2 separate regions of the Sus scrofa genome follow, and region 2 is linked to region 1. The links are chromatin contacts, called in public HiChIP or PLAC-seq maps. All regions are on one chromosome and are shown on one strand. Each heading gives the region's core, a stretch centred on a gene start, on an enhancer-like site or on the middle of the called end of the contact. The rest is flanking DNA. Distances are from core to core; before and after follow the strand shown.

What was found. HiChIP or PLAC-seq counts read pairs in DNA pulled down with a chosen protein or histone mark.
Region 2: a contact with region 1 is called in an H3K27ac HiChIP or PLAC-seq map of alveolar macrophages. The contact joins two enhancer-like sites. A contact is called at or near these places in 2 of 47 Hi-C or Micro-C datasets (epiblast stem cells and fetal liver) and 1 of 2 datasets of contacts at active chromatin or transcription factors (alveolar macrophages).

Annotation. Positions count from the first base shown.
Region 1 is chr7:2,056,168-2,058,867 of Sscrofa11.1, reverse strand. All of the region lies in intron 3 of SLC22A23 (solute carrier family 22 member 23), which reads left to right. Among named protein-coding and RNA genes, the nearest start is that of SLC22A23, 74 kb to the left of the region's middle. Within about 2 kb of position 1,432, at least 48 of the 83 cell types and tissues checked have an H3K27ac peak or open chromatin away from gene starts, as enhancers often do. A contact at or near this core is called in alveolar macrophages, where this site is marked.
Region 2 is chr7:2,209,451-2,212,445 of Sscrofa11.1, reverse strand. No RefSeq gene overlaps it. Among named protein-coding and RNA genes, the nearest start is that of PXDC1, 38 kb to the left of the region's middle. Within about 2 kb of position 1,570, at least 3 of the 83 cell types and tissues checked have an H3K27ac peak or open chromatin away from gene starts, as enhancers often do. A contact at or near this core is called in alveolar macrophages, where this site is marked.

The DNA.
Region 1 (2,700 bases), core at 183-2,682:
TCCTGGCTCTGTGAATGCGGTGACTTTAGGGGCCTCATGTGGGTGGAATCCTGCAGGCCCTGTCCTCGTATGACCGGCGTCACGTCCTCCAGGTCCATCCGTGTTGGGACACGTGTCAGGATTTCCCGTCTTTTCAAGGTTGAGCCGTGTCCCGTCGCCCGGCAGACCATGTTTTGTTTCTCCATCCACCCTCAGAGGGAATTCGGATCACGTCCCCCCTTTGGCTGCTATGACGCATACGCTGCTGTGCGCACGGGGGTACAGACACCCCTTCTCAGTCTCCGCTTTCGGTGATTCGGGGTCCATACCCAGAAGCGGGATTGCGGGGTCATACGGTAGTTCTGTGTCTTGAGCTTTTTGAGGACCCTCCGTCCCGTTGTCCCCGCACATGCGCGTGTTCCGTCCCCACGAGCAGAGCCGGGCTCCCCTCTCCGCGTCCGTGCCGTCCTCGGGGCTGTGACGGGGTCTCACGGAGTCTGGACGAGCGTGTTCCTGGGGGCGGCGAGCGTCTGCATCCCGCCTGTCGGCTCCGTCCGGCCTCCTTGGTGTCCGTTTGTTTGAAACTTGCCCTCGGGTGGCTGTTCATGCCCGCGGGACCCACTGGGTGAGGAGGGTTGGAGGTGCCAGCACCAGGCGGCGGGCTCAGCAGCCTCCGCGTCTGCCCGGTGGTGGCGAGTCCTCCTCGAGGCGTGCATCCCGGGGCGTCCCGGCGCGAGACGGGTCTCAGTGCGTGTGTCCCTAACCCCCCTTCTCTGTGCCCATCCCGCTCTCAGTTGAAACGCCCTGGGAGTCCGGTTGTGGCCTGTCTGGTCTCTGACCCGTCTCTGTGACACCAAGTTAGTTTCCCTCTTGGCAGTTGTGTGACGGGACTTCCTGGCCTCCTGTCGTCCTGAATGACAGAGACACATGGGTGGGGGCAGCAAACGGGGTGTGGAACTGGCAGATGGTGGAGCCCTGCTTCAGAGGCGCCAGGGGGGCGGAGAGCAGGGCCACCCGAGCCGCGTGGCTCCTCCCTGTGGCCCTCTCCTCACGCAGCTGTGGCTCCTGGCCTTGTCACTGTGGCTGAAACAGGCCCTCCCAGGGACTTTGGATCCTGATAACAAGCCAACTCTGGCCTCTCCCGCACGGCTCTCTTTCCGGGAGTGAGCTGCTCTGCCAGGCCCCCTCCCAGCCCTTCCCCTCCTGCCACCCACAAGGCAGGACAGCGAGACCGACGTGCCCCCGGGCCCAGCTTCAGCGCTGCTTCCCCTGCGGAGCCCTCCCCAGGGCTCCCTCCCGCCTCCGCACACCACTTGTCTGGGCAGCTAGTCCCGTGCCTCCTGCCTCAGACGGTCGGCCCCCCGAGGCCCGCAGGCCGCTCCCTCGTCCTGGCTTCTCCTAGTGTAGCGTTTCTGCATGAGCCCTGCTGAGTGGGCAGACAGGGTGCGTGTATTTTGCACAGCTGTCCTTCTGTTTTCTGTGACTCATCGTTATTCAGTGTCTTCTCCGGGTCAAGAGTCGGACATGTGACTTTGAGTAAGAGCACAGTTCCTAGACTCAAGCTGCTTTTAATCTGGGAACCAGAAAGGGTGAGCCTGGATTTGTGTGTATGGCACACGCATTTAGATGTCTTTTGGATATTTAGAGGAAGCCAGCCCGGCCTGTGGAGTTCAGTCTTTGAAGCGGTTAAGATCTGTGGCCAGGGCAGGGCGTGGGAGCAGGGAAGACGACCCATCTGAGCCCGAGTCCCCTTCCTCATGTGGCTTGGTTGGGGGACGGTCCTGTGCCACCCCGGGCGCCCAGCCTGCCTTGACCTCAGAGTGCTGTCTGGATAATTATTAGCGCAGACTTCCTGAGGAGGCCGGAGCAAGTCCTCCAGCTGGTGTTTGCACTGGGGGGGGGTTACTGGGCTTTTGGCCTTTGCTTAAGGCGAGGGAGGGTTTGTTTGGTGTAAACAATGATAAATATTCCCCGGCCCCTAAATGCCGCTGGACCTTAGGGACTCGGGGCGTGTGATGTGGCCTGCAGCGCTCGCCCGCCTCTGGCTTTGTGTGCCTTTTGGTTGTGTCCTCCCCAGGCAGTGCGGCTGGGGTGACTGCTTGAAGACGGTGTGTTCGGGCTGCTGCAGCCCCAGGCCGACCACGGGGCTGGGAAGCAAAAAGCCTGGGCCTGTGCATGTCCTCGCGTCAATGACCAAAAGCCTTGAAGGTGCCTTTTTCCCATCTTAGAAATGGGCACAAGGCCCAGTGTCCTTAATTACAGGATCCGCGAGGGCTTACGGGGCAGTGCGTCTGGAAGGGCTCTGAAGGGCCCGGGTGTCACCGGCCCCGACTGTGATGGCTGCTGCCGTCACACCCCAGGCGGCCAAGCCGGGCTGGGCTCACCGCTGGGCCGGCGAGGACAAGAAAACACGGTTACAGCAAAGCTCCAGACCCGGGAAGCAGTGTCCTACGTGGAGGGGAGGGGGTCCTGGCCGCGGGTTCGGTTCTGAAATACACCCTCCGCCGCTGCTGCTGAAGCCTGGCCAGTGCCGCGGAGGCGCGGCTGCAGGGCCGTGCGTGGCGCCTGTGTTTTCGGAAGCGGACGAGGAAGTGGGCGACTGCCAGGTCCTCGTCTCCGTGGATTCCCTTGCTGGGCAGGCGCTGCTGACGCCAGGCCCGGTCTGGCTGGATTGGAGGCCCTGCTTGGCGATCCAGCCCCGTCAGCTGTTGGGCAGCTGAC
Region 2 (2,995 bases), core at 321-2,820, 150 kb before region 1:
TCCAAACCACACGATTTATTGGCAGCCACCAACAAGGTACACGGCCTCAAATGTGGAAAATAAAGCATGCGTTTCCAATAAAAAGCACAACAGAGCTGCCCTCATCCTGTTCATAATATTTGCTGCCTTTTCATAATTTTCGTTGGCGTGAGGTGACTCTCAGCCACCTGATCTCAGAGCCGGGGGCCAGGCTTGTGCTGTAGTTTCACCCCAATTACTCAGCAGAGAGAGGGACGCGGGCTGGGCTGACTGGGGAGCACCCAGGGGAGGGGGAGGGGAGCGGGAGGGGCCTGAGAGTCAGCCCCGGAAACTTCTGGACCCCTGCCCAAGGCAGAGCCTGGGCCTCTAAGAGGGAGGGGCTAGAACCCCAGGGAATGTGGCCGAGAGCTCCTGGGTCCTGGGTCCAGTCATCCCTGCCATCGGCTCTGATGCAACGTGGGTGCCTCCCTGATGACGGAGGCCCCCAGGGGCTTGGACTCTGGCCTCACAAGCTGGTTCAAGTCGTGCGAAGCTGTCAGAGGATGGGAGGTGTGTATTGACCTGCGCCAAAGCAGCGTCAGCCTTTGCCTGGATGGCGAATTTCCATCCATTGTGGCTTCCTCAGTGGCCAGGGACCCCGATGTCCGTCTCGCAGACAGTGTCGGGAGTCCACGTGGAAGGAGGTCAATGGCACAGCAGTTGCAGGCCATCCCACGAGGCCTCAGCATCCGCTATGGCCTGACGGCCCCTGGTTCTGGTTCTGTCCCTGGACCCACCCCGGCAGAGGCGTCTCAGGCCTCTCCCAGAGCAGCCATGTGAAGGTGCCCCTCCAAGGCCCCAGGTCAGCCTTGCTCCTTCCTGGGGCCTCCCAGGAGAGACCCCAAACCCTCTCCCTGAAAGCTCCCAAACCTGACGTGAGGTTGAGACACGGCGTCCCGGCTGGCAGGCCGGGTTAGAGCAGCTTTCTGCATGGGGACAGGAACCCTGTCAGGGTAAATGCCATCCTGACATTTGAAGGCAGGCTCTCGGGTAAGTTCTGGTCATTCGAGGGCAAGAAGCCTGCACTTCTGTCTTCCTGCTAAAATGGTGAGAAGCCTTTTGTTCTCTCTTCTCTTAAAAGTAGGGACTAAGCGGAGCTGCCACTGTGGCTCAGCAGGTTAAGAACCCAGCTGGTATCCATGAGGATGTGGGTTCAATCCTGGCCTCAGTGGGTAAGGATCCCCTGGCTGTGGTGTAGCTCGCAGATGCAGCTCGGATCTGGCATGGCTGTGGCTATGGTGTAGACTGGCAATTGTAGCTCCGATTCGACCCCTAGCCTTGGAACCTCTGTGTGCCGCAGGGGCTGCCCTTCAAAAAAAAGTAGGGACGAAGGGGAACTTGCTGGGTATGACCTTGTCTCGAAGGAGGGCTGCTCGCATGGGAAAGAAACATGCGTTTCTGTCCCTGTCACTGTCACTGTTAACCACACTTGGCAAGCGTGTGGGCAGGACTTGGCCAGGGGCTGTCAGATGAACTGTCACCATCCCTGACTTTGGGGAAGGCAGAGCCCAGGGACAGCCGTGCTGACTGGCAAAGGGGAGCGCATGTGGGAAACCCTTGGGCATGCCATGTGCCACGGACACTGTCACTTCCTAACCACAGCTTCCCCGAGACAGTACAGTCTGGACATGGCTGTCATCTCAGCGTCCACGTCACTGCAGGGGGAGGGGCAACAGCAAGGTGACGTTGCCCAAGTGACAGTTACCGCTGGATCGAAGCCCACTCACTGGATGCAGCTAGACCCCCGCTTGGCCCTCCCCCACCCGGGCCCAGGGGCCGGGACCCTCCCGGAGGTCCCGTGAGGCTGGAAAAGCTGGCGCCTCTTCCAGCTCCTCAGAGCCTCGTCCCCTCTGTGGGAGAGGGTCTCCCGCTGGTTTGGTTCAGGTGGGGGGTTCGGGGGATTGGCCCCTGAAGATGGGCGATGCTGGGGTTTCGCACCATCCGCCAGCCTGGTAATGAGCCTGCAGTTTGAGAGAATTTACACCGAGGGAAACCTTTTCCAAAATGCCCTTCTCTGGCCAGTGTTACTCAAAGGGTCAGCTCTGTTTAAAGGAGGAGCCCCTGTGGAGCCCGCCCCCCACCCCTCGCCACGGGAAGACAGACCCTTGTTTCAACGAGACGTGTCCATTCTAGATGAGGGTCTCACCACCAGCAGGACTGGCGCCTGGGGCTGGATCATTCTCTGCTGCGGGGCCTGTTGGTGCCCTGAGCAGGTCTGGCAGCCTCCCCGGCCCATGCCCACGAGATGCCAGTGGCACCTCTTCCCTAAGCTCCGACAATCAGAACTGTCTCCCGGCGCTGGCAGACCTTCGGGGCTGGGGACGGGGGTGGGCGGTGGAAAAGGCCCTCAGCTGAGAATCGCTATTTCGGACGCAAGTCTTGATCCTAACAAATCACACACACACACACACACACACAGAGTCAACAATGAATATTATTCGTGTTACTACATTAGCACAGGAAGGACATGGGTTCTAAAGAAATTTCAGGATTCCAAGCCCAGCCCTCCCACCCCCAACTTTTAGCACCTTGTTAAAACTTAGGGTCCTTCGTGTTGAAGGTGCAGGGTGGAGGCAGGGGGGGTGCACTCCATCGGTGCTCTGGGGCCCAGGAGGAGGGGGCGGTGTGTACTCACTTCCCTTCTGGCCCTTCGCCTCTGCCTTCTTAGAAGGAAACCATTGCGCTAAATCTGTGGTTTTCCCTGTTCCTTCTGCTCTGATCCGTGTGGGCGCTGGACCCACCCCAGTCTGGCAGCCCTGGTGATCCCACTGTCCCTTTGAGCACAGTTCCTGGTTGGCAGCTGAAGTCGCCCTGCTGCTACTTGGTCAAGAGTTCCACTGTTTTCTGACCCTCTGGGTAAGAACCGCTGCAAAGTATCTTTATTTGTTCTCCCAGCTCCAAACTTCCAGAGACTAAGAAGACTCTCCTTCTGTCCAGCTTGCTGGCCAGCCAGCCCGACGGACAGCACCCACCCACT